Linked DNA regions of Mus musculus: regions 2, 3, 4, 5, 6 and 7 are each linked to region 1. The links are chromatin contacts, called in public Hi-C, HiChIP or PLAC-seq, capture Hi-C and promoter capture Hi-C maps. All regions are on one chromosome and are shown on one strand. The core of a region is the stretch at or near the end of the contact, and the rest is flanking DNA. Distances in the headings are between cores, read along the strand shown.

Evidence for each region. Promoter capture Hi-C pulls out the DNA fragments that hold promoters and counts their contacts. Hi-C and Micro-C count contacts between places; a contact is called where the count stands out from the background. HiChIP or PLAC-seq counts read pairs in DNA pulled down with a chosen protein or histone mark. Capture Hi-C pulls out chosen DNA fragments and counts their contacts.
Region 2: an H3K4me3 HiChIP or PLAC-seq map of bone marrow-derived macrophages shows a contact between it and region 1, with 4 times the contacts expected there. The contact joins the promoter of Ankfy1 here to the promoter of Cluh in region 1. A contact is called at or near these places in 6 of 39 promoter capture datasets (the C10 cell line, cranial neural crest, frontonasal cranial neural crest and 3 more), 1 of 484 Hi-C or Micro-C datasets (B cells) and 2 of 115 datasets of contacts at active chromatin or transcription factors (bone marrow-derived macrophages and large pre-B cells).
Region 3: a promoter capture Hi-C map of liver shows a contact between it and region 1, with 4 times the contacts expected there. The contact joins the promoter of Zzef1 here to the promoter of Cluh in region 1. A contact is called at or near these places in 5 of 39 promoter capture datasets (cranial neural crest, embryonic stem cells, liver and 1 more), 1 of 115 datasets of contacts at active chromatin or transcription factors (astrocytes) and 2 of 9 other capture datasets (adipose tissue and liver).
Region 4: a Hi-C map of B cells shows a contact between it and region 1, with 8 read pairs. The contact joins the promoter of 4732414G09Rik here to the promoter of Cluh in region 1. A contact is called at or near these places in 3 of 39 promoter capture datasets (cranial neural crest, embryonic stem cells and trophoblast stem cells), 1 of 484 Hi-C or Micro-C datasets (B cells) and 8 of 115 datasets of contacts at active chromatin or transcription factors (SST interneurons, embryonic forebrain, embryonic hindbrain and 3 more).
Region 5: a contact with region 1 is called in a Hi-C map of B cells, with 10 read pairs. The contact joins the promoter of Ctns here to the promoter of Cluh in region 1. A contact is called at or near these places in 7 of 39 promoter capture datasets (the C10 cell line, cranial neural crest, embryonic stem cells and 3 more), 1 of 484 Hi-C or Micro-C datasets (B cells), 8 of 115 datasets of contacts at active chromatin or transcription factors (the NIH/3T3 cell line, T-cell acute lymphoblastic leukemia, astrocytes and 4 more) and 2 of 9 other capture datasets (adipose tissue and macrophages).
Region 6: a promoter capture Hi-C map of 3T3-L1-derived adipocytes shows a contact between it and region 1, with 6 times the contacts expected there. The contact joins the promoter of Trpv1 here to the promoter of Cluh in region 1. A contact is called at or near these places in 3 of 39 promoter capture datasets (the 3T3-L1 cell line, 3T3-L1-derived adipocytes and hippocampal neurons).
Region 7: a capture Hi-C map of embryonic stem cells shows a contact between it and region 1, with 3 times the contacts expected there. The contact joins the promoter of Trpv3 here to the promoter of Cluh in region 1. A contact is called at or near these places in 2 of 39 promoter capture datasets (embryonic stem cells and hippocampal neurons) and 1 of 9 other capture datasets (embryonic stem cells).

The regions. Positions count from the first base shown.
Region 1 is chr11:74,647,343-74,651,444 of GRCm38.p6, reverse strand. Cluh (clustered mitochondria (cluA/CLU1) homolog) reads right to left here and starts at 1,941. Exons shown (of 26, transcript NM_001081158.3): 1 at 1,751-1,941. The coding sequence starts at 1,850.
Region 2 is chr11:72,688,107-72,692,208 of GRCm38.p6, reverse strand. It overlaps Ankfy1 (ankyrin repeat and FYVE domain containing 1), which reads right to left and starts at 2,207. Exons shown (of 25, transcript NM_009671.5): 1 at 2,175-2,207. The coding sequence starts at 2,184.
Region 3 is chr11:72,793,774-72,797,875 of GRCm38.p6, reverse strand. It overlaps Zzef1 (zinc finger, ZZ-type with EF hand domain 1), which reads right to left and starts at 1,650. Exons shown (of 55, transcript NM_001045536.2): 1 at 1,226-1,650. The coding sequence starts at 1,579. It overlaps Cyb5d2 (cytochrome b5 domain containing 2), which reads left to right and starts at 2,037. Exons shown (of 4, transcript NM_001024926.3): 1 at 2,037-2,363. The coding sequence starts at 2,114.
Region 4 is chr11:73,016,765-73,020,866 of GRCm38.p6, reverse strand. 4732414G09Rik (RIKEN cDNA 4732414G09 gene) reads left to right here and starts at 2,026. Exons shown (of 3, transcript NR_152202.1): 1 at 2,026-2,210. It overlaps Camkk1 (calcium/calmodulin-dependent protein kinase kinase 1, alpha), which reads right to left and starts at 1,879. Exons shown (of 16, transcript NM_018883.3): 1 at 1,740-1,879.
Region 5 is chr11:73,196,823-73,200,924 of GRCm38.p6, reverse strand. Ctns (cystinosis, nephropathic) reads left to right here and starts at 1,906. Exons shown (of 11, transcript NM_031251.4): 1 at 1,906-2,007. It overlaps Shpk (sedoheptulokinase), which reads right to left and starts at 1,443. Exons shown (of 7, transcript NM_029031.3): 1 at 1,245-1,443. The coding sequence starts at 1,406.
Region 6 is chr11:73,231,881-73,235,982 of GRCm38.p6, reverse strand. It overlaps Trpv1 (transient receptor potential cation channel, subfamily V, member 1), which reads right to left and starts at 1,834. Exons shown (of 16, transcript NM_001001445.2): 1 at 1,616-1,834.
Region 7 is chr11:73,265,585-73,269,686 of GRCm38.p6, reverse strand. Trpv3 (transient receptor potential cation channel, subfamily V, member 3) reads right to left here and starts at 2,167. Exons shown (of 18, transcript NM_145099.3): 1 at 2,025-2,167; 2 at 1-46. The coding sequence starts at 25.

The DNA.
Region 1 (4,102 bases), core at 692-3,191:
TTGATACCCATGCAGAAACCTTACCATGGGATAGCAGATGGGTGGGGGAGGGCAGGGGGAGCAGGACAAACACGACACAGGCTCCATTTATGTCTTTCTTCTTTTGAACAGATCCAAGATGGCCGGATAGTCTGTTATCTATACCAGTTTTCTGGGACACAGAAGCCAAGATCCTACCAAGTAGAAAGTCCTGTGTGTCCCCAAGATGAAGAACTATGCTCTGACCCCAACCCAGCACCCCCTGACACACACACACACCCAAGAGTCCCTTAGCATATAGTTAAGGGAGCTTCATTCATCAAAAATCCTCCACTACCATTCCAGTTCCTAAATCCCCTGAATCACATACATAATAACCCAGCATGCCCACCTCAGCTTCCTCTAGGCTGGGCTGGGGTAGACTTGGCATGCTAGCCGTAAACTGGAAATCCAAATGCTTCCCTGGACAATGAAATCACTATGACCTTGGACAAGCTGCTTCATATCTCTTCAGATCTCTTTGATGGAGGGGAAACAGGCAGCTCTAACCTTCTCTTACCCAGCCTGCCCATGGATTCAGAGCCACGACATTTTTCAGCACTTCTTGTGCTTGGGTACAACTCAGGCCTTGTCTTGGGCAAGGTAAGTCCACTGTGATGGATAACAGTCTAGCAAGTGCTAGGCCCATTAGGGCCATCCTTACTCCCGTGTTAGCCTTAGTCTGCTCACCGGAGCTGGGAAGAATAAGGAGATGAGCTGAGGAAAAGAGAGATAAAGAGGGTCTGCACTCACTGGCATCCTGGGTAGAAAGGACCAGGCTGGCTCTGAGGAAAAGTGAGGAGGCCCTAGGAAGGGGTTTCCAGTTTCAAGGCTGGAGCCTGAGACTTGGTAAAAAACTAACAGAAAGGGCACAGGCTAAGTACAAGAGAAGTAGGCCCCACCCCTAGACAAGCCTCTGCCACTCCCAAAGCCACCACCACACAGCCCCCACGGGGGAGAGCTGGGCGCTCCACTCCACACTAATGACCTTTGCCTTAAAAAAACAGCAGCTCTAGTCTGACCCACTTTTCGCAATAAGGCAGGTTAATGATCAAGTTCAGGCACAAACACCTCCCCCTGACAAACAGCTAGGCTTTGCCCACACACAGGCAGGACCCCAAACCCCTGATCAAGTGGAGGCCAGTAACTAAAAGAATTGAGACCACAGCCTGATGACTTGGGGTTAAGCCCTTGTCTCTAAGAATGTACCAGAGACAACCCACCCCAATAACACACACACACACACACCCCAACTTGCGCTCTTCCCATAGTCCAAGTTTGGGCAGCTCCAAACTGAGCCTCACTCACAGTGCTGCAGCTCTGCCGCACAGGAACGTCTAGGACAAGAGAACCAGAAGGTGGCAGGGCCGCAAGTGTCACTGCCCCCAGCCCCAAGAGCTCCCCAAGCAGGGGCGCGGAGGGGGTGGGGCCGCCGATTCCATCGGTCTGCGGCGGCGGCGCACCCTGAAACCAAACCGCGTGTGCGCGCACGTGTCCCCGCGATCTTGCGCGAGTGTGTCCGCCGTGGATGCCCTTCCACGGTCCCCACGTGCGAAGTCCAGGCCGTAGCCGGGGGTGCCACTGAAGGTGACCTTCAGGGCGGGGGCGGCCCAGTGCACCGCCCACACTGACGCGGAGGGAAGACGGTTGTTCCCACCGAGTCCCGAGCCCTCCGGCCGGACTCGGCCCGGGCTCTAGCCCAGCTGTCCCTGCCCCCGGCCCACTCACTCACCAGCCGCGTTCGGCCGCCCCTTGCCGCCGGCCTGCGAGCCGTGCTCCCGGGCGCTGTCGGCCGGGGCGGCCGCCGGCAACTCGTCCGTCTTGATGACCATGGCGGGAGCAGGCGTCCGGCTCGCCTGTCCGCGCCGCACGCCGCGCCACTAACCCAAGTGCCCTGCGCGCCACGGCCGCTGCGGGAAGGACGGAGTCACCGGCCCACGTGGTGCGCGCTTTAGCCTTTGACCCCGCCGCCGCTCCCCTACCCCGCCCTCGCGCCCGGCCTGCCCACGGCAGACGACGAGGGACAAAACACCGAGCACTCCGTAGTCAGTTCACAGATTCAGTGACTCTTTCAAAGCCTTAAAGGCAACGCGTCCGGGCTCAAAGGGGAGAGGCCTCGGCCCCCTGGTGAGGCGGGGCTTCCGGGAGACGTTTCCTAGGTTCGCCGCCCGTTGGGCGGGCGCCGTGACCTTGGGTGGAGACTTGTCTAGGACTGCCTTCGCTCCCTATTCCCCCTCCCCCAATGACCCTCTGCTTCTTATTGAGCATCTGCCAAAAGACCGCGTCGTTCTAAAGCAGCTTTGTTATCACGACCCTCTGTATCCTCCTCACCGAGTGGGCTCTTTCCTACTGAAGGGAAGGGTCTAGAGTGTATTTGGATTATTGAGGAAGATCGCTTCTAGGCCTTTTGGCTAAGATCAAGTGTGGATTATTGAGGAAGGTGTGCAGGTTGCAAATATGCATAAAGTGTCAGAAACAGACTATGAAAACTTGGACTCAGCACCATGGGCTCCTCCCCTATCTGTGTAAAACACACACACACTCACTCACTTCCAGGCCACTATCTTGGTTTACAGTGAAGGACAATGAGGGCCAAAGTCACAGAACAAGTTCAGATTTAGACCAATAAATAGATCCTTACTATAGTTGTTATCTATTTTTCAGTTCTTTTGGTTGGGTGGGGAATAAGGAGTGAGGTCCATGATTGCTGGGGGAGGGGGGGTACTTTTCTTGTGTGTGCCCTACTGAGTATTAAATTCAGGACCTCTGGCATGGTAAAGGTGTCTACTGCTGAGAGACAACCCTAGTCTCAGGTGATATTGAAACCAGGTCTATCCAGACAGTTATGTTCAGGCAGAGAGGGGACAGGGTAAGCCTTCCATGCACAGGTGGAAAAGCCCTTTGTGAAACACTAAACACAGTCTTTACACTTGCTAGGATTTAATGGACCCTGGCAATCTGAGGCTGAGATGGGAGCGGTCTACATACACCCTTGTATACATTGCAAAGGAAAGTTAAATCTGCTTTCCTTTTAGAGATCTAGTGTGACCACAAGGGCCTGCAATCCCAGTTCTTGATAGGTAAAGGCTGGAGGACCTGAATTTGGAGACCAGCTTGGGCTACATAGTAACACACTGTCAGAATAGAATACATAGGAAGTTCAGTTTGCCCCTAGAGCACATGTGATGATGAGAACTGAAGCCAAAAGAAGAAGGAACCCTCCATTGAAGGGAGAGGGAGGAGAGAAATGTATGTGTCAGAAAGATCCTCTTGACTGTTATGTGAGGGCAAAGGAGAACTGAGCAGGACTAAGGAGAAGTGATTTCAGGCTATTGCACAAGGAAGTTGGAAGAATGACCAAGACCTTATTGCTGGGTGCACATAGAAATCAGGCAGCAGGAACCTGGCTCAGTGTTTCCATCCGTCATCCCAGCACTCAGAAGGCAAGGAGAGAATATAAAGGGTTTAAGGTTAGCCTGGGCTTCCTGGCTAGACCCAGTCTCAAGAAAACACACAACAAACAAACAGACAAACAAACAAACAAACAAAAGGCAGGCAAGCAAGGTGTGTGTGGACCTGACATCGAAGTGGACTGGAAGTCAGTCCCTAGGAACCCGTACCTGTCTCTTGTAGTGAACTTGAGCAAATCACTATCATCTTGCTGAATCTCAGGTGTTTTGCTGTGTGTAGATACATGTTTGTGTGTTCTTGCCTTTACTACATTTTTATTGTGTGTGTGTGTGTGTGTGTGTGTGTGTGTGTGTGTGTGTGTGTGAGTGAGTGCATGTCCTTCACCTCACCTTATTTCTTAAAGTAAGGTCTCTCTCACACTCTCACTGAACTTGGAGCTCAGCAGTTAGCTAAGCTGGCTGGCTAGCTAACAAATCTGAGGAATTCTCCAGTTTCCATCTTGGGTGCTGGAATTGTAGGGGACTATCCTTATGCCTGGCTTTGTACTTTACTAACTGAGCCCTGTGCTTTTGTTTTTACTTTTAATTATATGTATGTATATATGGCATGTACGCACATGTGTATATGAGTGAGTGAGTGAGTGAGTGAGTGAGTGAGTATGTGTGTGTGTGTG
Region 2 (4,102 bases), core at 958-3,457, 2.0 Mb after region 1:
GGCATAGGAAAAAGGAAGCTTCCTATCCAAGGCAGACAACTTCCGGAATGCATGGTGTCTCAGGTCCTGCTTGCCATTCCTCAGCACTAATTCCCAAACCTGAACCAAACAGCCAATTACCAGGAACGTTTCCAGAGTATGCTGACAAATAATCTTCAAATTTAATTCCACAAAAATTTGCTATTTTTGTTTATGACTATCTCTGAACAGCAGCTGGCTCTGACAAGCAGCAGCAGAACCAAACCAAACAAAAACACATGCCAACATAAGAAACAAAATATCTTTAGTAATTTTGTTTTTCTTGCCATTCCTCAAATTTTCCTAGTTGAGTTCTGCAACATCATTTTCAACAGTCTTCACTGGGACTTAGGAATCTGGAGTGTAGCTAGGGTAGACTGAGGTCAGAGACTATCATCTCCCGATCACCTCATCCCTCCATCCGATTAATCCTGGAAAAATGTTTGGTTTGTCCTTAAGGTGTATTGTCCTCTGGCTAGATAGATGTTTCTAATCACCTCAAGGCAACCAAAAGTAAACACGCAGTGTACTAACCTTGGCCTGTATGAATTCCCCACAACTGGAACCTGAGCACAAACACAATTAAGTTCTCAATACAACTACGGACTGAGAAACTCCCTCCTCCACGACCTGAAACTTGGTCATGCATTTCCCCAACACGCAGATTCCTTCTTAAAGGCTCTACACTGCTCACGATCTCACATCGTGCCTTCCTGAACCTTCCTCCCAAACCTCGCTGCTGAGCAACAGGTACACAACATTCCGTGGTGTGCAAAATCATCTAGTTCATTTTTTGAACAGGGTTTCATGCACTCCAGGTAGGCTGTGAATGACCCTAAATTCCAGATCCTTCCAAGTGCTGAATGAAGGAACTACAAGCAGGCAGGCATACATCACCACACCCAGCACTTTCAGTCACTTCGCTTTCTCCTCCTCTGTTGGACAATGTTCACCACCTCCAAGGTGTTTAACAGATAGAAAAAGTAAAAATGAAAACAGAATCCAGTCCCAGCCATGAATCTGGCCTCAGTTCACTTAACTATAAAGGGCAAATAACACACCTGGCAGGCCTACTTCGTGTCACTCTTAAACCTAATTCAAATCTGAGAAGACTACACAAACTGTCACACTACCCAAATCTCAGATCAAGAAATGATGAGTTTAATCAACACTTACCAAAAAATACAAACAAAAGACAAAAACAAAATAGGCCAGGTCTAGATCAAGTAAATCTTCAGCCACTCAACAAAGTCCAACAAGAAGTATTTTTCTCCAACAATGGGGTACACAGGAGAAGCACACCGGCCAGGTCTAATATTGTCTGATCACTACTAGGTAACTCACTATCTCAGGGCTTTCACCCCAACTCATACAGTAAAGCTATGGCAAGCAAAGATCCTAACATTATTCCTTAAGGGAGGCTGCACCTGAGAAACCGGATGCCTTTACCTGCAATGTCGTAAAGTACTAAAAAAGAGACGAAGGACTAAAGCAGGAGGTAAAGGAACCGAAGCCTGGCTTTAGCACACCTCTTTCAAGCAGTGTGACCTTGGTCAACTTCCTTACTGAGGAAACATCTCCTTTTGCCCCTTTGTAAACCTCAGAGAATCTGAGCGTGCCCACATTTGCTAGGGCTGCCAAAAAGCTTAAAGACTATTACAGCGCACGCCCAAGAAGCCCGTCGTCCAGCTGCAGTCCCGGCTCTTCCAAGGAAGAGTCCCAAGCTCTTCCGCAGGCAAGAGATGCACCCTTCCGGATGCAGGACCTGCCATGACAGCAGTTTCGATTTCCTAAGGAGAGGGGCACTTCCCTCCCCGTTCCAGCATGGCTGGCACAAGAAGCTCCTCTACAGCTTTCTCGAGTCCCGCGGGTGCATTCGCTCCCAGGACCCGACCCCTTTCTCGTTCTGAGACTACCGGGATCGGGGTTGGGGGCGGGGGGTGACGAGTGAAGACAGACTGCAGGAGGGGCGTTGCCATAGGAACGGCGCTGAGAACCCCGGCCCGGGGAGCCCCGAAACGCTACATAGGAAGGCTCGCGAGACACGTGATGCACCGTACGACCACAGCCGGACAACCCTTCCAGGGGCTTCTGTGCCCGGCCAGTGGTACCCCTATTGCTTCGCGTCTTCCCGTGCCACCCCACAAAAAACCTACCTTCCGCCATGTCGGGCCCGGCCCTGCCTACAGCCTCGCGATAAATGCCGGCGCAAGGGAATCATCAAGTCTCGCGAGAATGGATGGAGGCGTGGCAAAGGGAGGAGCCAGAGCAGACAAGGGGTGAATGAAAGTGGAGCGGGAAGTTGCTCTAGGCGGGAGGTCCGAGTCCCACTTCGTTTTGGAAGGTTTGACAAGCGCGGACTGGGCTATCTCGTACTCCAGGCGATCGTCAGGGTAGAGCAAACATGGACTATTCTGAGGCAGGGACTGCGGATCTTTAAGTTACTTTGTAACCACGTGGGACGCTGTCCTAATACTTAAATGATAGCATTTCTCCAGGGCTTTGGGAATTTTTATGGCTAAAACCAGACAACTTGGGTTATCAAACAGGCAAACACACTGGTTACAAATATAGGGGTCGCAAAAACTGCAAATCTCTATACAATTTTATGTAAGCAAAATTGTGAGATCCCTGAGGTCAAAGTGGCAAAGCCAAATAACACTAGGAGCTAATAACGGTTGACAAGGCCATGGAGAAGGAATTCAGATTGTAAACCAGGAGCTTAAACCTTTTGTGAATGTGAGAATGATTAGATGATTTTTATAATAGCAAAATAGAGGGCTGACAATCCTAGATAGTATGCCTTTTTTGGCTGTGGAGTAGGTAGAGTGGGGAATTGAGACAGGGTTTCTCTACATAATCCTGGCTGTTCTGGAACTTACTATGTAGACCAGGCTGGCCTGACACTGATAAGAGACCCTAGTGCCTCTGCCTGGAGTGCTGCGATTAAAGGCAAGTGCCACCACACTTGACATAAATACTTTTTCTTGGCCCGGGTAACGAATATGTACTTAGCACACCTGAAGCCTCCAGGTCAACAAAGGAGAATAGAAATAATGCATCAACAGTTAAGTAGTGACTTAGAGAACAGTTAAGATTTTAGGAAGATCTGCCACAGTTAAAGAAAGCATTAGAGGGCAATGAAATGGAATAATGAAGGGATTGAGTTCAGATTATAAAAATGTAAGGGCAATGGTTAAAATTTTGAAAAGGGGACGACCCTGGCTGAAAAACACTTAGAAAATGGAAGAGAAGGACACTTAAATACATTAAGGATAATTATGTACTAAAAACTGATGTTCCGATTGTAGCAGACTACAGTAGTGAAGGAAATAACAGGGCAGTGTTAAAGTAGTGGCCCTGGATAAGCGACATGTGATTAAAGAAACAATATTTGTTAGTTTCAATAGAAGTGCCTGAGCTCAAAGCTTCACTGCCTTGCTGAGGATGGTTCATAGGTGTGTCAAATGAGTTTTTGAGATCTTCAGGTGGCTAGATAAACCAGCTTTGAGCATAAACAGACTCTTCTATCCCCTAAAAATACTCAAGCTCCTAACATTAAAACAACTTAACTGGTTGGAAAGTGCTGTCATATCTGACATCTGTTTGCAGCATGTTTTCTCTTTGCCTTGCTTTGCAAGCCCAGCAAACTTAATCTGAGCCAGGTTTTTTGTTTGTTTTTGTTTTCACTTTTTTGGACAAGTCTCATGGAGTACAGACTGGTCTAGAATTACTGGTCCTCCTGCTTTTCCAAATGCTAGGGTCAGAGGTATCCATGGATGGAGGCGTGGCAAAGGGAGGAGCCAGAGCAGACAAGGGGTGAATGAAAGTGGAGCGGGAAGTTGCTCTAGGCGGGAGATCCGAGTCCCACTTCGTTTTGGAAGGTTTGACAAGGCTCCAACTTGTTTCTAGTTGAGATACTCTTGCCCTGGATTATCCTAAAAATTTGGCCAGATCCTTTATGATGCACAGATACCAAAATCTACTATCAAGAAACTTGCTTAATAAAAACATGGTTTCTAGTATTGTGAAGAATGAGATTTTGTGAGCATTCAAGTACTGTATTTCTTTTATAGGTTATGTG
Region 3 (4,102 bases), core at 401-2,900, 1.9 Mb after region 1:
ATGTTTTAGACCTTTGAGACAGTCCTTCTCAAAGTGAGTCTAGCATAGGCTGTACTCAAACTATGTAGCTTATAATGGCCTTGAATTGATCCTCCTGCTATTGCCTTTCAAAGTCTGGTATTACAGTCTTGTATCACCGTATTTTTGAGAGTTAGAATGCACTAAAGCAGTTTTTACAGGGAAACTTACAAAATATATTATGTAGGCATTTTTATCATTTGCAGGCGACATTCTCGAAATATTTCAAGAGCCTCTGATTTAGAGGAAACAGAACTTTTAAATTATGTTACAAGTGACTGTGGGTTTCTTGCTTTACACACTAACCAATCAATGACTGACAATTTTACATGGCTTACTCATTAAAAACCTTTTGTCCTAACATTGTGGAATTAATAAGACTTCAGGGAGCAGGATAATAGGGACCTAAGGGAATGGGGTGGGAATCAAGAGGTTTGTGAGATACTCTCAACTTTGCTAGTGAAATGATTTATAGGCTAACTCTGGGTCAGTTTTTTCCAAACCATAAACCAAAATGTTCAGTAGAGATATGAGGAGAAATTTCATAAGTACAAGAAAACTAACGCTTCCCTATCAACTTTAGGTTTGATAAGGTTTCAAATGAGCCTGGAACAAGTTCTTCAATGATTTAAAATCCAGTGTATACTTGTTAAAAAAAAACAAACAAACAAAAAACAACCAACCAAACAAAACCTAGTATTTTATAGTCATGAACGGCTTGCAGAATGAGTCTTTTCAGTGTAATGTTACCCTCCTTCCACATTAGACTCAGATGGTTCTCTACAAGATTCCTGCACAGGCCAGTAAAACAGAATGGTTTTCATGGCCACTCCCTTGATCTTTGCACATCCTTTCTCGTAATTGTCTTACTCTGATAAGGTCCAGCAAGCAACTAAGCCTGTCAACTGCACAAATGTCTGCCTACCACATGCAGAGACTTTTTTTTGGCTTGCTCCTCTCTTCGGAACAAAGCTAATGTAGCCTGGACTTTCCACACCTCTAGTAAAGGCGAGAGACGTAGCAAAATTCCGTAGTGATGCACTCCGAAAGAGTTCGGACAACGCCATACTTCCATTCTAAGAACCCGAGGACCCTATGGCTTCCTGGCTGGCCTCCGCAAAGCAACCGCCCACCTCTTCAGGACCTTATTGGCGACCACCCTGCTCCCGCACCGCTGTCGCCAGCCAGCCAGCCAGCCAGCCCTGACCTCCTCGAACTGCTCGCCCGAACATCCAGCGCCGCGAGCCTCCAGCAACTCCCGGAACTGCTCCAGGGTGACGGACTCTTCACCGCGGCCCAGCCGCTCTTCCAGCCAGCGCAAGAGCGCGCCGTGGTGCCTCGACACCAGGGATTCGCAGGGAGGTGCGGGCCGCAACGCAGCCGCTGCCTCTCGCAGCCGAGCGGGTTCCAGGAGTGCAGCGGCGGAAGGCAGCACCGCGGCCGCAGGGCCGGGGCCGGGGGTCGTGCCAGAGTCGGCAGCCCAATCTTGATGTGGGCTCCAGCCCTCACCCCCTGCGGCCGCCGCTTCGTCTTCGCTGCTGTTACTCGGAGCGTTCCCCATGGGGTCTCCGTCTTGGGTGCTCGGAGGTGTCGCCGCCGCCGCCGCCTCCCAGCCACGACCTGTCAACCTCCGACAGCTCCTGGCGGGCGGGGACGGGGTGGAGACCACAGCGGCGGCAGTGACTTCCGGCTTCCTGGCTGTCGAGCGAGGCCTGATGTCGCAACGGAGCCGTCAAGCGGATTCCATTTGCTCACGACAGCTTAATGAAGCCCGGGAACCCACCCGTTAACGTATCCGTCTAGCCGCCTCTGCCGCCATCTTTGTTGAGGGCGGATAAACTGTAAGCCAGGACTTTTTGTTTGTTTGTTTGTTTGTTTGTTTTTTCTCTGTACTGTTCCCCTTTTCTGCTCCACGCTTCACGTTCAGAATCTAGGCTGGACAAGAAAAGAAGAAAGAGTCGGGGGCAAAAGAGTCAACTTTGCTGTGAAGTCTGTCAGTGTCGCGCTGCCGACGTCACGGCCGGCGTCTCTGCTGTCTTAGTGGTGGCTTAAGAGGTGGCTACCTCCGAAGCGTGTCTGGTGTGTTGCTGTATAGATGCTGAGGATATGCGGGCTTGGTGTGGTGCTGAGCCTGGCCGTGGCGGCGGTGGCTGTCATGGCCGTGTGGTTGATGGACTGGTGGGGTCCCCGCCCTGGTATTCGCCTCTTCCTTCCCGAGGAGCTAGCCCGCTATCGCGGCGGCCCAGGGGACCCGGGCCTGTACTTGGCACTGCTCGGCCGCGTCTACGACGTGTCCTCTGGCAGGAGGCACTACGAGCCTGGGGCGCACTATAGCGGCTTCGCAGGTATCGGCGAGGCTCTCACACCTTTTCCTCCTGCGTGGGCTCGTAGCCACGGCTTGCGTTCGTCCAGTAATTTATTCCTCCGCGCCTCGTCATCCCACATTCCTCAGACTGCTGCGGTGGGAAGGACACGGTCCTGGTTTGCAGCTTGGACGCAACTGTGCTAGTTATGTACCCTCCGACTCTGTCTGCTGCACTGTGTGACTGATTCGGAGAAAGATGTGTCTTGTTAGGTAGTGGTTACACTCAGAAGTCTACCTGGTCTCTAGAGCTACCGTGCTTTCAGGCTCTTTAGACTGACCCGAAATAACCTTTCCTCCGCCCGCCTCCGTTTCCCCTAATATAATATTTGAGTCTTTTTTAATTCTAGTAGATGCACTTGTCTGCTTTTCTTTAAAAAAAAAAAATGAGAATCAAGCGGGGAATGAAGTTAGAGCACAGGAAAGCAAGTATCTTTTGTAGTATTAAAATACCTACAATAAACCAGAAGTGGTGTTTTAACTGGAGTGGCTGAGACAGGAGGATCTCTTGAGCTACAAAGATCCATTGAGCCAGGAATTTGTGGCCAGGCTGGCTCTAAAACAACACGAAACAAAACTTCTGACAAAATTTGGTATATTAGCCTTCCTAAGAACATTTATCAAATTAACTCCATTCTGCTGTGCTCCCGTTACCCCTTAACAACGGAGGGGATCGGAAAATGTAATTTGACTAAAAGCCTTAACAAGATATGAGAACTACCAACCTAATAGCTTTTAATTTTTATTTTATGTGTATGAGTGTTTTACTTCCTTGTACAACTCTGAACTACCTGTGTACTTGGTGCCCATCGAAGCCAGAAGAGGTTTTCAAATCCCTGTAACTAGTAAACATGGTTGTGATCTGGGTGCTGGGAACTTTGCTTCTCTGGAGGAGCATCCACTGCTCTTAACCAGTAAGCCAGCTTCCCAGCTACCAATTTTAAAGGTGTTGTTTTTCTAGCCAAGGAGAATACCTCTCTCTTTGTTTATTTGGGAAGGAAGATCGCAGGGCAAGACTGGTAACTAGACTGACAAAAATTTCAAGCAGTCCACCGGTCATTTAGGAGAATTAGGAAGCTACCTTTAAATACAGATCACTCACTTCCTTCTCTCCAGACTTTTCAAACAGTCTAACCTGGGATAGGACCTACCCAAGGACATGGAGAGTTAGAAGCAATGCTAGACTGGAATCAAGAGTTTTTTCTTGCCACTTGAGTGCACTTTAGGACACTACTAACATCTGGTATAGCTGTCATGGATGCATGCACAAGTGTGAACATACATGCTTCCATTTCTGGGCTAGTATGCTCTAGTAGCTTTTGCGTTCTGTGCATATAATTTTTGAGCTCCATTTATTGACTACTACCATGGGTCCTCCCTTGGCCAGGTGCTGAGGAATCCAAGATGTGTCTGACTGCCCACACAGTCTATTAGGGAAGCAAATGTACTCATTTATATAGTCAGTACTTATTTTTATTAAGGCACAAGTCACAGAAAAGTCTTTATGTTAAAGGCACAGAGACAAACAAACATTATCATCACCTAATTTCAGAACATTTTGCTCATCCCCAAGGGAAACTACCCATCATCCACTCCTCTCCATTCTCTACCTCCCCACAACCCTTGGGAATTCCTGTGTACTTTCTCTTCCTATGGATTTGCCCCTTCTATGAATAGAATCATATACCTCACACATGTCCTTTTCTTTTTTCTTTTTTTTTT
Region 4 (4,102 bases), core at 777-3,276, 1.6 Mb after region 1:
GGGAGTAGATAGACACACTGACTCCTGGTATGCAAATCCAGAGTCATGCATCCCTGCTACAACGATTCACTGGGTATCTGCAATATAAGAACGAGGAGGTAAACCAGTAGACCCCCAAAGACAAAGTCCCCACTCTCACCATTTGCTTTCCAGTAGAGTCATGAAGCAACAAATAAGAATGCTAGCAATAAATACATGATAGGTGCTGTGGGATGCCCTGGGAAGACAGCTACTACAACAAGACAGGGCAGGAGCAAGATGCTAGGGACACAATTGATGTAGCGCAGAGAGGGTTTGTACACAATGCAAGCTCTAAGCAGCTTTGGAAGGAGAAAGGCGGTACACAGTGTAGACACTTGGAGAACAGCAACTGGAGCCAGAGGGACTGGCCCATAGGTGCAAGTGCCATGAGGTGGGACAGTGCTTGCTCTGTATGAAGACCAGCACAGCAGATGTGGCTGCAGTGGAAAGTTCCTTAGTGGAGGTGTGCATCAGGAGAGAAGCTAAGGTCCACTTACACTGGCCTCGGGGGTGTTTTCCTGGCGGAGGCGACATTGTGACCACTAAGCAGGATTCCCAAGGGAGAAATGGGAGTTCACCCTGTGTCTAAAAGAGATCCCTTCCCAACGTGATAGCAATAGAGTGCTTCCCAACAGGCTTGGTTTAGGGTTTGTGAACAGAAACCAGAGGCCTCTAACACCAAAGGAGTCTTTAAGCAGGGAAGCAATTCACTTGGATAAGGTTTAAAATAAGCCCCAGTCCTGGTCTGAGGACTGGGCGTGGGGGACCAAGGAGCAGGTAGTAGGGTCTAGAACAGTCTGACCCACAGCGTATGTTGGATGGAAGAGGTAGAGATGCGCAGAAGACCCAGCCTCTTCCTTTTCCCTGGGATTTTCAAGGACACAGCTGTGCGCTTCTCTCACACCCTGAACCTGGCCAAGACAAAGAGAGGAGCTCACTGGGACACAGTCCTGGGACCCAAGGCATGTGACAGCTAGCTCTGCTCACTCTGTAACACCCTCAAGACAGACACACACCCCTTCCCTGACAGATGTAATCCTTGTCCTCGTGACCGGTGCTCACACACCACTCCATCCTGAAACGCACCCCTCAGGTACACAGGCACACTCTTGTGTCCACGTGACGCACGCACACCCGCCTCCAAACACCACACACAGCTCCCCGCGCACGTGTGCACCCTCGGAGCACCAATCCTGTACCCACCAGACCCAGAAACCACAGCGCCGCCTCCGCCACCCTCACTCAGTCAGGGGACGACTGCGCAGCAGCTGAAGTCGCTCGCTGCATCCGTCCCATTCATCACCCCGCCCCCAGCTCTCCACGGAAGACTCACGGGAGGGCTGTGGGAGAAGCGCTCTGCTGAGATCCACACGTGGGTGCACCCGTCCAGGCCCACTCCGAATAGACACGGCCTCCACCCAGAGCCGGGCCCAAGGCACCGCGCGCGCGGGGCTTCTATGCAGTCCCACAGACAGCAGCTGCGGAAGAAACGCAGGTGGTCGGGCACCCGCATAGCTGGCTTAGACAGATGCGGGCTCAGGGAACCATCCCGAGGACCTGGCCCTGCAGACACAGCGGGAATCTCTGCACACCAGATTCCGGCTGCCCACGTAGACCCGGCCTTGTAGACCACCCTTCTACAGCCCGTTGGCTGCACAGGGCGGCTCAGCCGTCCGCACCCCAGTTTCCAACTCCAAGTCCCGGCTGCTGACCCCTACCTAGGCACCTGGCGACAGTCTCTGCGGTGGGCACCAGGCTCGCTCCCGCTGTGCGCGCCCCGCCCTGCCCGCCTTGCCGGGCTAGGATCGCCCGGCTCAACCCGCTGGCGCCGCAGCTCCAGGCTGCGCTCGCTCCCCCCGCCCGCCGCCGCGCCGGCCCACGATCATTGGCTGTGCCGCGCAGCGCCCCGCAGAGATGTCCAATCAGAGTCCGGTCCTCCCGCCCAGGGGTAGAGGGGGCGGGTCTCGACGGGATCGGGAGGAGGTGGCTCGGGAGGGGCCCTGCGGATGGGCCCCGACGCGTCACGCCCCCGGCGCCCGCAGACAAGCAGGCTCGGGGAACCCGATGTCCCTCAGGCCACGTCGTGGGCCCCTCAGCCTGGCCTGAAGCGTACGATGCTTTTTTCGAGTCCTCAATCCGGTGTCCTAGTCTCTAGAGGCAAGAGCATCCCTCCTTCGGGATGAGGCCCGGTGCGTACCAAGGAGAGGCTAGGTAGAGGCCCTGGGAGAAGGGCCTGGAGTTGAGTGTTCTCCGGGGGGGTTGGGGGAGGGAAGGAGGAGGGAGATTCGTCAGAGTGCTGGGGTGGGGCGGCACTCAGGTTTGGAGAGGAGCAGGAGGTGACTGGCTGGGCTGAGGGAATGAAAAAGAGCCCTCCAGGACCAAGTGGCCTTGACTGTGGTTATGCCTGGGGACTGCCCTCACAGACTCCTGGTTCAATCCTGCTATTATTAGTCTATTGGAGATGCCCCACATCACTGCTTGCCTCAAACTCAGACCCATGTTGCTATCTCCAACCTGGTCTCACCTGTGTCTCTGTCTTAAACAGGAGTTAGAAACCAGGAGTTAGAAACCAGGAGTTACCTGTGTAGCAGGTTTTCTGACCCAACCGGGTGTAGCACAAGGATCTGCCATGTTGCCTCTTAAGATCCCTAAAGTCTCTCTCTCTCTCTCTCTCTCTCTCTCTCTCTCTCTCTCTCTCTCTCTCTCTCCCCACCATCTGCCCCTCCCTGAACTCGACCACCACGGTCATGCAGTATACCTCCACTTGATTAGTGCAGCAGCCCCACCCCTCACCCCAATCCAGTATCACTTCCCATTAACCTTTCTGGGACAACCAGAACAGGCACTAGGAACACCAGAGAGCTGCCTCTTAGGATCTTCCACTGCTTGCCACTAAGTCCCCTCAAGCCCTCCATAGCTCACCCCTCACCACTTGCCTGCCTAAACCCCACTTGTCTTTTGGCACTTAGTTCAATGCCTCTGCTGCTAGGAAGCCTTCCCCATGACCTTCTGGATACCTGGAATGCCCAGCAGCCCTTTCTCAGTGCTTTCCAGATCTCAGCACCTCTTCACCTGAGTCCTGTCTGGACTAAGAACTCTTGAGAGCAAGGGTCGAGATGAATTCGCCCAGCACAGCCTGACCTCCTGATGCATGCCCAGCATGTATTTGTTGAAATGAATAATTGGGTCCAGTAACTGGAGGATTGGATCTATAGGGCTGGAGTTCAGGAAAGAGCTGGGCTACAGAGACTCCTCCCCCCACCCCCAGTTTTGAAGATTGAATCCAGGGCTTCTTGCATTCTAAGCAAGGATGCTACTACTGAGCTATACCCCAATATTGAAGAGATGGTTTTGAGAGTCCTTGAGGATCCAGTCATAATTCTAATGGAAAGGCTCAAACAGATCAACTGAAGCAAGGCTGAGAGGATCAGATTAAGATCTAGGCAACAACAACAACAAATCTTACATATATATAAATCTTGAAAAACAGTTCTGGGCTGGTATGATGGCTCTGCTCCACAAAAGCCTTTGAGATGTGGCTCTCTCCACTCCCTGCACCAGGAAGCCCTGGAGATGGCCTTTGACCTCGTGATTCTGAATAGGGGCTGGAACTCCAGTTATCACGTATGCATTCCAGGTTTTGGAATGGAGAAAAATAATGAAGGGTCGATGCTAACTCTTTATTTTATGTGGGTGACTGTTTTGCCTACATGTATGCCTATATGTGCATCTGTGTGTGCTTACGGAGAGTTGTGAGCCACTGTGTGGGTGCTGGGAACTGAATCTGGCTCCCCTGTAAGAACAGCATGTGCTCTCAACCACTGAGCCATCTCTCTACCCCAACAGTAGCTCTTTTAAAGACAGCGCCACGGAACATTCCCTGTGCATCCCACTAACGTGAATTTTGTCACATAACCAGACCAGGTAGCAAGAGCAAGAACATGAAAAGGGGCCGGGCAGTGGTGGTGGATCCCTTTAATCCCAACACTCAGAGGCAGACGCAGGTAGATCTCCAAGTTCAAGGCCAGCCTGGACTATAGAGCGAGTTCCAGAACAGCCAAGGCTACACAGAGAAACGTAT
Region 5 (4,102 bases), core at 657-3,156, 1.5 Mb after region 1:
AATTCACTGACTATAAACTGACCCTTTCAGGAAACAAATAGGAATGGAATCTGAGGCCATTCTGATCCTACTTACATCATCTTCCAACAGAGTCCACTGTCTTTAATTCATTGCATTTGTTTTAAAGGTATGTTTGTGTGTGTGTGTGTGTGTGTGTGTGTGTGTGTGTAGTGTGTGTGTGTGTGTGTATATATATATATATATATATATGTGTGTGTGTGTGTGTGTGTAGTGTGTGTGTGTGTGTATATATATATATGTGTGTGTGTGTGTGTGTGTATGTATATGTATATATATGAATGTATGTGTGTGTGTATATATACTGTATGTGTGTGAACATACATAGTATATATGTGTGTGTATATATGTGTGAATATGTATGTGTATATATTTATATAGTGTGTGTATATATGTGTATACATGTATGTGTGTGTGCACACAAACATGTGTGCCCGTCATGGGGCACATGTGGCAGTCAGGGGGCAGCTTTTCAAAAGTCAGTTCTTTCCTTCCATGGTAGGTTCTGAAGGTAGAATTCAGGTGACCAGGCTCACTCAGCAATTGCTATTACTGCTGAGCCATCCTGTGGACCCCTGGAGATGTACTTTTCTATCTTCTAGTTTTCAAAAGCCAGTGGTTGCAGCGTATAATCATCAGTCTGATTCTTTTCTAAAATGTTCATCAGCTTATCTCAGTGTCTCCCCACCTGCTCTGACAACTTTCCTCCAGAGATGCTCAGCAGGGGCTGGAATTCTTTGAGTAACCAAGTGAAATTATCAGTTTACTTGAACTTCAAAGGCATGAGGTAAGCCTAACGCTACGTCTCATTTCCAGAGCACAACCTGCCTAGGGGGTGGGGTCGGAAATGATGCCTGAACTAGAGGGCACAGGGTCATGAGTGGCGAGCGTGATAGTCAGGCCTGTGGTTATCACTTTGAAAGCAAGTCCTCTCGGCGCAAAGTACAAAAAGTGATGGGCGGATAGTAGAGGGATCCAGCGCCATGGTCAGGGGCCCCAGAAAAGCCGGAGAGCGGGAAGATCGGTGCCAGCAGGTGGGAAAGCTCCCTGGGCAAAATCTAACGGCTTAGCTTGAGCTGCAGCAGGCTTTGAAGCCCTAGAGGAAAGGGCAGCAGGCCTTGGAGGTCCGACAGACTGGGCAATCACGGGTACTTCTTCGCGGGAAGGTGTTGCCCGAGATGCCCCCAGGGTCGTCCCGGGGCGGCAGCTCCAGGGCTCTGCCTCACCTGGGGCCCGGCCACCGCGCTCTCAGTCTCTGCCCTCGCAGCCCGGGCGCAGCTCGCCAGCACCACGAACCCGGATGGGAGGCTGGGTGCAGCCTCCAATAGGGCGGCCTTCACGGACGTGGTGCCCAAGTCGATACCGAGAGTGACAGGTCGCGAAGCCATGGCAGTGGTGACAGCACAGCTCGGTGGCTTGAACCGCACGCCGGGGAACACTTCACTCTGGAGGGCAGTAAGGGGGCGGAGCTTCCTTGTCAATCTTTTAACCACTTCTATTGGTCGAGGAAAGCAAACACCACGCGCTCCCCACAGCGGCCTCCGGTGATAGGTGGAGAGACGACAGAAGGCGGGATCTATTGGTCAGAGGTTCCGGGACAGTGCCTGGGGTCCCAGGGTCTTCACCAGGGAGCACAGGGCTTCAAGGAGACAACAGAGACTTCGAGAACCCTGCTTCCCCTACAAGAGACTAGATCGCCCCTCACATCCGAGCCCCTGTCCCTGCCAAGGTGCCTATGCTCTTCCGCCCTTCCACCCTTCCCTCACCCCTACCAAGCGTTATCCTCCTGTATTCGTGAAAACTACAACTTCCAGAGCTCCTTGCACAGGGCTCGCGGCTTCAAGTCAGGTGGTTCAGGTCAGGTGACAGCTGGCCCCTCTTTCACACAAAGTCGGCGGAGCTCAGAGAGTCCTTACACTCCTAAGCGGTTTCTGGTGCGAGATTGTTGCTTTTGGTGAGGTCTGTCCACCAAGCCTGGGAAGCTGTCAGGTGAGAACCATCGCGACCGGGACAGCTACCCCCTTTTCTGGTATGACACCACCCACCCCAACAGACATTAGCCCCGCACCTCAGAGGGGCAACCTACGCTACCAGAGGGGCAGCGCCTGGGTTTCTAGCTTCTGGCCCCAACCCAGGCCCGCACATCTCTAGGTTTTAGGGCCAGGGTGTTGGTGAGCAAAAGCACGGACACCGACTGACAGCTGGTGTTGGTGGCACTATTCAGTATGTGGCGCCGCCTGAATCTGGCTTAGGAATGTGCAGGTAGGTAACTTGGGGTTGGGGGTAAATTCTGCTAGGACCATTCCAGGAGCTCGTGTTGATTCTCCCAGAGAATGAGAGGGTACCTGGATCTTGCCTTTTTCAATAATATTGAGGAAAATAACAATCTATGCTCTGTGAGAGCTTGCTGGGAGCCCTGGGTGGTAATAGTAATAACATTACCTCATTGTTTCTCAACTTTTTGTTATCTTACCAATCCACCTCAAACTTTTAATACAGCTGGTAAGCTCTATTTTTTTTTATTATGACGTTTGGGAGAGAGATAAGCAATTATTACAGCTATTTTTTCAGACCTCCAGAGCCTATTTTAGCCCCTTTGAGAATGTATGCCTTGTATTTCATCTCACTATAATCCTGTGGTGTAACTACCACTGTCCCTGTTTCCCCATTAAGAAACATAGGTTAATAAGTATTCCAGAATCATACAAGTAAATGGGAAACCTGGGACCTAGATAGTTCATCTCCAGGGAACATATTCCTTGTCCAATCTGTACTATCCCTTGAGGAATGTGGGTCTCCCCACTCTCATGGATTATGGCCAATTAGGTCCACGGGGGACAGGGGGCAGTGGGAGCAGAGACAAAGAGTGGTGGGCATGGTTTTGGAAGCCCTGTGAGTGGGTATGGTGAATGACCACTCCAAGACGAGCTTATAAAGTTTGGGGGACTGAAGGTAGGAACATCCAGGATAGTCAAAGGTCATTGGCTGAGGGCTTGAGGTACTGAAATGCCCCATTAGCATGGGGAAGCATTTCGGGAATCTCAGGTGCTCACCGAACAGGTTCTTATGAAAAGGAAGGGAATTGATCCTTAGGAAGGAATCTTGCTAAGGCTATGTGACAGTCATCAGGTAGAGGCCTGTGTTGGGGCTTCGAATTCCCCAGACAAGGTCAGAGGATGAGAAGTTCCACTTATGCCGAACCCATGGGCTATGCAGTCATGGTGGACCTCCACCTTAATTAACAGTTTTCCCACAGAGGAAGCTCCAGGTTATGGACCAAGAGCAGGACTACCTCAGACACCTGACTAAGGGAAGCTGCCACAGGAGATCTCTTGTGGGGGATAGTAGAGGCTCTTAAAAGTGTGCCATCTGATTGAGGTGTAGAAGATGGTAAACACACACACACACACACACACCAGAAGATGGGCATGGCAAGTCTTGTAACTTTGTCTTGTAACTTTTTACAAGCCTAGTTGTGTGTTTGACCAACTGATCTTTTTAGCATAGTAGGCGCCATCGGTTCTAGGTTTCTCCTTCAGAGATGCCTTAGCCTTTAGCACTGGGGAACATTTTGCTGACAGAGTGTTTGAGTTTCACTTGGAAGCAGTCCATATCTTCCAAGAAGTGATATTCATTTGTTTGTTTATTATATAGCATTCTGCCTACATGTATGCCTGCAGGCCAAAAGAGGACATCAGATCTCATTACAGATGGTTGTGAGCCATCATGTAGGTGCTGGAAATTGAACTCAGGACCTCTGGAAGAACAGCCAGTGCTCTGAACCTCTGAGACATCTCTCTAGCCTAAGGTGTTTTTTGTTTTTGTTTTTGTTTTTGTTTTAAGAGAACACTGCCAGTGTTGGTTGGTTGGTTGGTTGGTTGGTTGGTTTTCCTGTTAACTGGCTACAGAAAGCAGCTGAGGGAAAAGTGCAGGCTGTGTTCACATCCTCGGAGTAGGACTTTACACAACCCACGCAGCTGCTCCGAGTGGCTTTGCCCATTACATGAAACATAGATAGGTCCTCTCCGGGTCTCCTTCTCAGAGGTTGTGATGCCTGTGAGGTCAGAGGTGTGGAGGAGAAACC
Region 6 (4,102 bases), core at 585-3,084, 1.4 Mb after region 1:
CAATTAAAATAAGTAAACGGTAGGCACAGGAGGCAAATAAGAATAAGATTGGCCAGCATGTTTGGGCACATGCTGTGTATAACACAAACATTTGACAAAATTCACTTAATTCTCACATCTCTAAAAGGTAAATCTTTTGCTGATAGAGAAGCTGAAGCCCAGAGAGGTTGTGTCATTTCCCAGATGGCACACAGTGATCAGGAGGAAACCAGGATTTGATTGAAAGCATCTCTAGCACTCTGTCATCTCTCTGGAAGGCTCGGGGCTACTGTTCACATGTTAAACATGGTCCTAAACTCCACAGTAAGGCCTAGGGACTGATCAGACCAGGCCCTCCTACTCCTGGAAGCAGACATAGCTCCAAATCTAAAGAAGCCTCCTGATGAAGCTAGCAAGCATCCTTAGATGCCCCAAACCCCAAGCAAAGTGCAGGTAATGTACACATCCTATGCCTCACTCTCTCCGATGTCCATGGTTGCCCTGTGGATAAGCTGCCTGCAAATCCAAGAGTAAAGGAATCCTGATGGTTGGGTCTTTACCTCTTCCTTGGGCTGACCCTAATCAAACCAAACCAGGAAGCAGGAAGCAGGAAGCAGGAAGCAGCTCACATTCTACTTCCAGCCCCCCACTGAAAACCAAGCTTCTCCCAGTTTACTGGTGAGACGATTGCTGGGCAGCACACAGGAGTGGGGGGTGCACATTTAAGGGGAAAAGACAGGGGCAAGACAGTCTGTCATAGCTATGCCTGAAGTGTACCATGAATGAACCCCGTATGATATCCCTGTCACCGTGTTACAGGGATCGGGGAATTAGGCCCTGTTTTAGGCAAACACCTGTTGGTTTTCTGATGGAGGTGGAAGCTCTGGTTTATGCCAAGGCTGTGAACTCAGATGCATTGAAGAGCTGTCTTGAAAAACCTGCCTACAGAGACCCACATTAACCCCGGGTCTGCCTTTCTTTGTCAATGGGTGGTATTCAATCTGGCTTTGTAGGGGAAGGTATCCCTCCTTTCTCTCCAGGCCATAGCGATATACTGAGGGTGCTTCTCCCATCTGCCTCAGTACCCAGAACATCACTCCAATTAAGACCTTGAGAGCATCTCCCTCCGGCTGCCTATGATTTTTGAGAAACTGGGGGAACATAGTCACCCACATCACACCCATTTCTACCAGACCCAAGCATCAACTCAGGAAAGACAGAGAACTGAGTGGGTTTTCTACACTGGGAAATGAAGAACAGAAGGACACTGCTAAAAACACAGAGGAACCAGGACAAGAACCCAGGCTGCCCCGCCCAGCCCTGCACCTCTGCACAAAGAAGCCAGCCCACGGAAGGCCTCCAGATAGGCACAAACCTCTGGGCTCTACGGCATCTGCAGTCTCTCAATCCTCCTGCAGGAACCAACATAAACCAACTAACCACCACCTCTCTCAGGGACCCACTGCCTACAGTCAGCCAAGTTAAGTGTGCAGTACTGTTGCTTCAGCCTCCCAGAAGTCCAAGGCAGCCACTGTACTAACCCAGTTTTCAGATGGGATCACCGAGGCCCTCAGAGCCCCGCAGAACCACACACAGCTGGACAGTGGCGAGCCATCAGCCCATGAGAAGGACTTACCAGCTAGGTGCAGGCACACTCCAAATGGAGCAAGTGCCTTGGAGCTGTTCTTTGTGGGAGAGCCAGGCTGCTGTGTGGTAAGAGTGGCCTCCCTGCCTCTGTGAGGGTCCTCGCCCCTCCCCTGGTGTACGGCAGGGATGGGCTCTGGGCATACTCTGGCACTCAAGGAAACATTTGCAGCAATGGCAGCAGCTGCTGTTGCCACGGCTCCGATTCCCAGAGGATCCCAAAGCTTTTCCCATCATTTTTGCCCTTTTTCAGAAACCACAGCCAATGCCCCACCCCCAGTCATGCCAGGGCCGAGGTGCACTTAGCTGCCTGCAGCCCAGTCCAGCCTAAGCCATGCCTTAGCTCTTGGAGCCTTGATTTTCCAAACCATCTTTTCTATATGTCTGGGAAGTAGCTCCTTTAAAGGACTCTCACAGCCAGAGATGCAAAACCCAGTGTCCTGAAGCTGCCGTGTTTTCAAAGGGAAATGACTGGGACCTCTGAGCCACCTGTCTCGTCTGGAGGCCCTGCCTCCTTTGGGCCTCTGGGTTCCTGTGTACTCAAACCCAGGGTAGAGATTAAGCTTGGGGGTCTCTAGGTCTTCCAGGACCCAATCTTACTGGACTGGGGTTCCTTAGTGAACAACAGAACACACACACACACAAAATGATGTGTGCTAATTTCTCACCTCCTCCAATGCCGTCCTAACTACCAAGAAGCAGGTTCATACATCACACATCACACACAGTGTGTGATTAGAACAAGTCCACTCCTTCCCAGATCCTGCCTAGGAAAGTCCACCAGCTTTCAGGGAGTACGTGCAAGGCTGCACCCACAAACATTCTGCAAAATCCATCCACCCAAGCAACTGCCACTAGGAAGCCAGGGGGATCTGAATTGTATTACATTTCAAATTATATTACGTTTCAATTATATTACCCTGGACAAATGGCTGAGATGCCTATTTAACATGTCAAAGTGGACCTGACCTCTAGGTTCTCCCAGCACCCCTCAATCCCTACCTGTTTCAGGGTATGGCTGGCATACCCTACCCTCTATCCTGAACTCTCCAGCCCAGAGGCTGGGCTGCCCTTCTGCCAGAGGCTCTTCCCTATATAATCTATACATTGTGGTTCCCTACCCCTTTTGTACCTTTGGCCTCCTGGCTGCTGCATCTGGTTCCCCTCTCTCCTCTCTCCCTCCCTCTCTGCGAGCCCCCACCCCACCTCCCCACATGGCTCAGGGACACAACCACTCTGGACTCTCCCAGACATGTCTGCCTCTGGCTATGCTTGCCCTTTATCTACAATAAACGTTCTCCTCCACCATACCTAGGAGTGGCCATGTCCTTTTCTTTCCTTTTTATTTCTTTAACAAGTCATGGTTCAGACACAGCCTGGATGGAGCTCAGACCAGCCACTGCAGCTCCTCCTGGAGTAGTACAAAGCTGGGACCAGAGTGGAGTCATCAGAGCACAGTAACTCCCAGCCACCCTGCAGAAGGGGTACCAAAGAGCTTCTCCACACCCACCTCTAGGCCCAGTAACAACCCTGAGCAAGGGGGAGCAAAGACTGTCATACTCAAGTGGCTGAAGAGAAACCTGTGACTCGGAGGTGTTAGACAGTTATTCAGATCACATGACTTTCAGATCACATGACTAGTCTGGGCATGAGAGCCAGGCTTAGCAACCATTCCTCACCACACTGCTCCATTTTAGCTGCAGTTCCTAGGATACCAAGGGCTTGTTCTTGTTTTTTTTAGATTGTGGTAAGACATAGGGAGTCTAAACTTCATTATCCTAAACACTTCAAATGCACAGTTGGGTGGCCTTCAGTTCGTTCACATTATTGGCATCTGCTATCACCAACTCTCCAGAGCTTTTTCACCTCCCAAACTGAACTGTCTTTCTTAAACAACCCCCCAGACCTTGTATCTCTCTGAGGTCCATCTCTACCTCCCTGAACCTGTACCTAGGGACAGCAAATCCTTCTCTCAGCTGGTCTCAGTGCCACCTCTGTTCTGTCTGAATTAAGCATCCATGACTGGCTGTCCCCTGACTGTAAAAGGACTCTCCTTCTTCTGGTCCTCTAGTCAGATACGATCTCTTGTCGTCATCCTCTCCGTCTCCGACCTGTCTGCCCTCAATTTCTAGGCCTCCCACCCATCCCTCCTTCTGTCTGCCAGCCAGTCCCTCTCTCTCAGCTGGGAGGTCAGAAGTGCCCCTCCATCCCTACTTCCTGATCACCAGTCATCCTGGTCCTTCCCCCAGCCTCCTGGTGGTCTACACTGCTGAAAGATGCTCCGGCCTTCAGCTCTGTGTCTGTAGCCCACAGAGTGTTTCTTTTCCTACTGGGACCCATCTTCTATCATCACGGGGTGGAGAGGCTTTTCCTCTATACCCACTACGCTGCCCCCACACTCTTCCTCTGCCCCTGTTCTGCCGAAGCCACCTGCACCATCCATCTTCTCCACTTACTTAGCAGTCTTCAGATACCAGGT
Region 7 (4,102 bases), core at 918-3,417, 1.4 Mb after region 1:
CCATCTCCTTGGAGTGGGCATTCATTGCTGGAGCCTAAGGCATATGCTGAGGTTGAGGGGCAGAGGTTACTTCTGGTGGCTTCAGACTCTCATGGGATATCATCCAACTCCTGCTTATACCCCTCCAAGAGAGAGCTCACTCCCTATTTTCCAGGCTGCCAGCCTTTCTTGGGAACAGGCAAACTGTTCCTACAGTTTCCATAGTCCCAGCTTCCAAAGCACCAGGAGAGCCCAGCATAGCACCCAGAAAAGGACCACCCTGCCTCTAACTGCCCATCACCATCTCCTGCCATATTACTCTCTAGACAGACTTCTAAGACTTAACTTTGCTTTCTCAATGTCCTACTTAAGACTTTGTATTCAGATCTATTTGTCAAGGTCACAGAACCTTTAACTTTAACACTTAACAGGACATCAATGTCACCTCCTTTGCTCTAGATGCTGCTCTGAATAACACAGCTGGAGGTTTTGGATTTCTCAGCATCTGCTGGTAGTCTCTGCAGCTCACTCACTTCCCTTCTCTTGCTCTTCCCCGACAAGCTAATTACAGCCAAACCATGGCACCCTGGTAGACACCCTCTTACCTAGAAGACATAGAATCCCTTACTCTAGGATATAGACCAACCCTTCAGTTCAAACGTGCTTTACTAATGGTCAGTATGGGCTGAGTTAGAAAAAAGTACTGATAAACCTTCCAAAGAGACTAGGAAATGGATCTCGAAGGATGGTTTACAGACTGGGATGCAGCAGAAATGCCATCTGGGTTGGGGGCACAGCCTGCACAATGACCAGGGCTCAAAGCAATTCAATGAGGGTAAAGCGGGTGGAGCTGGAGACCCTGTATGCGTTCATGGAGAGCCCTGGCAGCGAAGGGCTTGGCAGCAGGCTGAGCCACACTGTGAAGCCCTCGAGCAGAACTTGGAAGCTGAGACTGATGTCAGGGAAGCAGGGAGCAGGGAAAGGTTCTGGGTTACATAGGCAACAGAGCCTGAAGGAGAACAGGCCATGGGGACAAGAGAGACCGGTGACCTGGGGGAAGCTGTTATGAAGAGCATGGTGAGGGGGAAGAGGCTGCTAACCTTGAAGGATAGACATAGAAAGGCAGTGTGGACAAGAAGAGGTAATTCTGAAGTCAGGGGACCAACCTTAATGCAAGCCACCTCAGATAGCTTACTTAGCTATAGAAGTAACTTTTCAGCCCCTGCCTACATCTATCGCAGCCAAAGCCAGATAGGTATTTATGTTTCCTCTACCCAAAGCAATCAGTGGACCTGTGGGGCTAAAAAGACTTTGCTGAGTCAAGAGCAGAAGTAGACAGAGGTGTTCCTCATCCTCCCTCATCCTCTGGTTTCTCTCCTGAGAAATAGCTTGAGTGGTCGGTCCCCTGACACCAGTTGCTCCATCTTTCTTGTGCTAGGGCCATGAGTGTGGGCTACTCTGAACAGCTCGGGTGAGCGGGGGTCAGAGCAGTCTGGACTCAGGCTCCAGCAGCTATAATTAACTCCTGAGTCACCCTATATGCTTTGCTTTGCATCCTCACCTGCTGGACTCTCTCCCTGCCCTGCGATCCAGCTCCTTCACCCGAGAAATACCATGTCACACCTGCCAAGGCTCTGACACTGATTGAAGCAGCCTGTCCTAGGGACGCAGACCAGGCAGGGGCCAGAAGGAGACCTCCATAGCTGCTATCTCAATAACCCGTGAGTGCCTGGGCGTGGTCACTCTTCAGCGCTGGGATAGCTGCTCCCGTCTTAAACACCCATCACACTCCAGCCATGGAGATTCACATCCACCCCTAAGCTAGCTGAAAGAGACGGGAGCTTTCTCTTCCTGAGATTCCCAGAAAGTTCCTGGGCCTGTCAGAACCTGCATTATCTCCTCTGCCTGTTGTTAAAAGGAACCCCAGCTCTCCCCACACCTTCCTAGGACCCATGGGCAAAGGGCAGACATGGTCCAGAGGATTCCAGGCCCGCACTCTAGTCTTTCTGGGGAACACTAGCTTTCTCTGGGTGACAAGGATTTACCTGGCAGGTTCCAGATGGTGGTGGCAGTCCTTGCCTTGAGATCACCGCATGTCTGGGGCCCAAAACCCACCGTCGGGAAGGTGGCTGAGGTGGCCAGAGGCTCTCATCGTAGGCACAGAGATAGCTGACAGCTGGAATGAGGCATCAGAGGCAAAACTGGCTGGGCCACCTGCCCTCGGCATCAGGCAGGCCACACCCACCACCCACGTGTCCTGCGTGAGTCACCTCCACACCCACAGAACAGCCTCACCCCATAGGAGAAAAGGCAGGAAAGGTGCTTGTTGTGGCACAAAGCTATAGTCCCAGCCCTTCCCTCATACATTTGATCCTCAGAGGGTATTAATAGCATCAGTCTCCTCACTTGGGAAATGGGACCCATTACAGGGAACTTACTGATCAAGGCTGTCATGGAGAGACAAGATGGAGGTATAGAAGCTACATACGTAATCAAGACTACAACCAAAGGCTATCCTGGTGGCCAGTTGTAAGACTTGACCTCCATCTTTCAAAAATAGTTCTTGGGACCAAATCCCTCAGAAACAGAGGAAGTCCAATGTTTCCCAACAGATAACATGTATCATGGGTATTTGTGTGTGACAACCTCGCCACTTCCTGCCTCTGTGATCTTTGGCAAGTCATTTGTCCCAAGCCTGGGTTTCCTCACCTGTCAATCATACGAACCTGTATTGGAAGGTAGAGCATAAATGAGGGTGCAACTGAGGAGAGATAGAACAAGGCCTAGAGTGAATTCATTAACCTGTGACAAGCAGGTGTTACTGTCACAATATTTATTCACCCAGCAATAGTTTGTGCCACTGTTCTTCAAGGCCAGAGCACTACAGGAAAACTCTGTGCCCTCCCTACATGCCCAAATGGCTTCTGGGAAAGGGGTGGAGCATAACTTGACTCAGGAACTGCACATCTTCCGCAGGGAAGTTGTGTAGGCAAGGCACAACAGGTTTAGAATGGAAGTCCCTGCTCCGAGACAGTGCTGTTGGCTGATGCAGCAGGGACTTTCCCGACTGTTCCCAGGAGGCGGGATCCCAGATCCCTGATCACTACAACCTGCTAGGCCTGGGGAGGAGGAATGAGGCAGGGTCTAGCCCATGAGAGAGAAAGGCCTGTGCCAGGCCAGGGCAGAGTAGCTTCAGGTGTGGCTTCGGGAGGGCACACACCTGCAACTTGATCCATGGAAACCTGCAGTTGTGCTCATGATTCCTCGTCACTGTTCCAGAAACACCACCATCAAAGCCCTACCTTCAATTAAATGTGGCCTCTCTCTTCCTCACCTGCCCGGGCCTGACTCAGCCTTGGCCCAGGTTTGCTTCTGGTGTCTCAACATCCTGGATATGAGGCTATTCCCTTCTGATGTCTCAGCATCCTGGGCATGAGGCTATTCCCGGCTCTCTGTTGAAACTTTCCTTGCTTTCACACTTTTCTTTGGAGACTAACTTAAAAGCTCCTTGATCTCTCTCATCCAAAAGCATTCTCTATAACATCAGGGACTAGGGGAAGCCCCTCTACTCTAAGGGTTACCTCATGGAAACCCAGTGTAACACCAAACACTGGTCCACGATTCAGTGTCATGGAATCCAGCCATCGTGAGACACGATACATAGGAGGCCACTGCAAGACAGCAGTGAACCTGAGAGTGTTATCTCTGCCTTCAAAGCTTATGGACCAACCAGAAGACCAGCTCCAGCAGGGATCATTCCATCACAGGTGACAAGGGCCAACTGAGGTGAAAGGGACTCATCTAAAGGGAAAAATGGAGATTCAAATCAGAGGGAGCATGTGGGCTAGAAGTGGAAGAAAGAAAGCTTCATCAGCAGTGTCAAGACACCTAAGACCCCAGCTCGTTTCAAGGCCTAGGGTAATGTGTGAACTCAACAAAGTGATCAGACATGGGGCTCAGATGCAGTCCACTGAGTGACCCCAGGCTGCTGGCTCAACCCTGACCTCTTAGTGACCCAGAGTTGGGCTGGCCACTGGCCAGTCAGTGACTGTCACCACTATAATCTAACAGGGGACTGACCCGGCTGAACCGGTGGTACACGCTGAAGGCAGTGCTTCTGGCT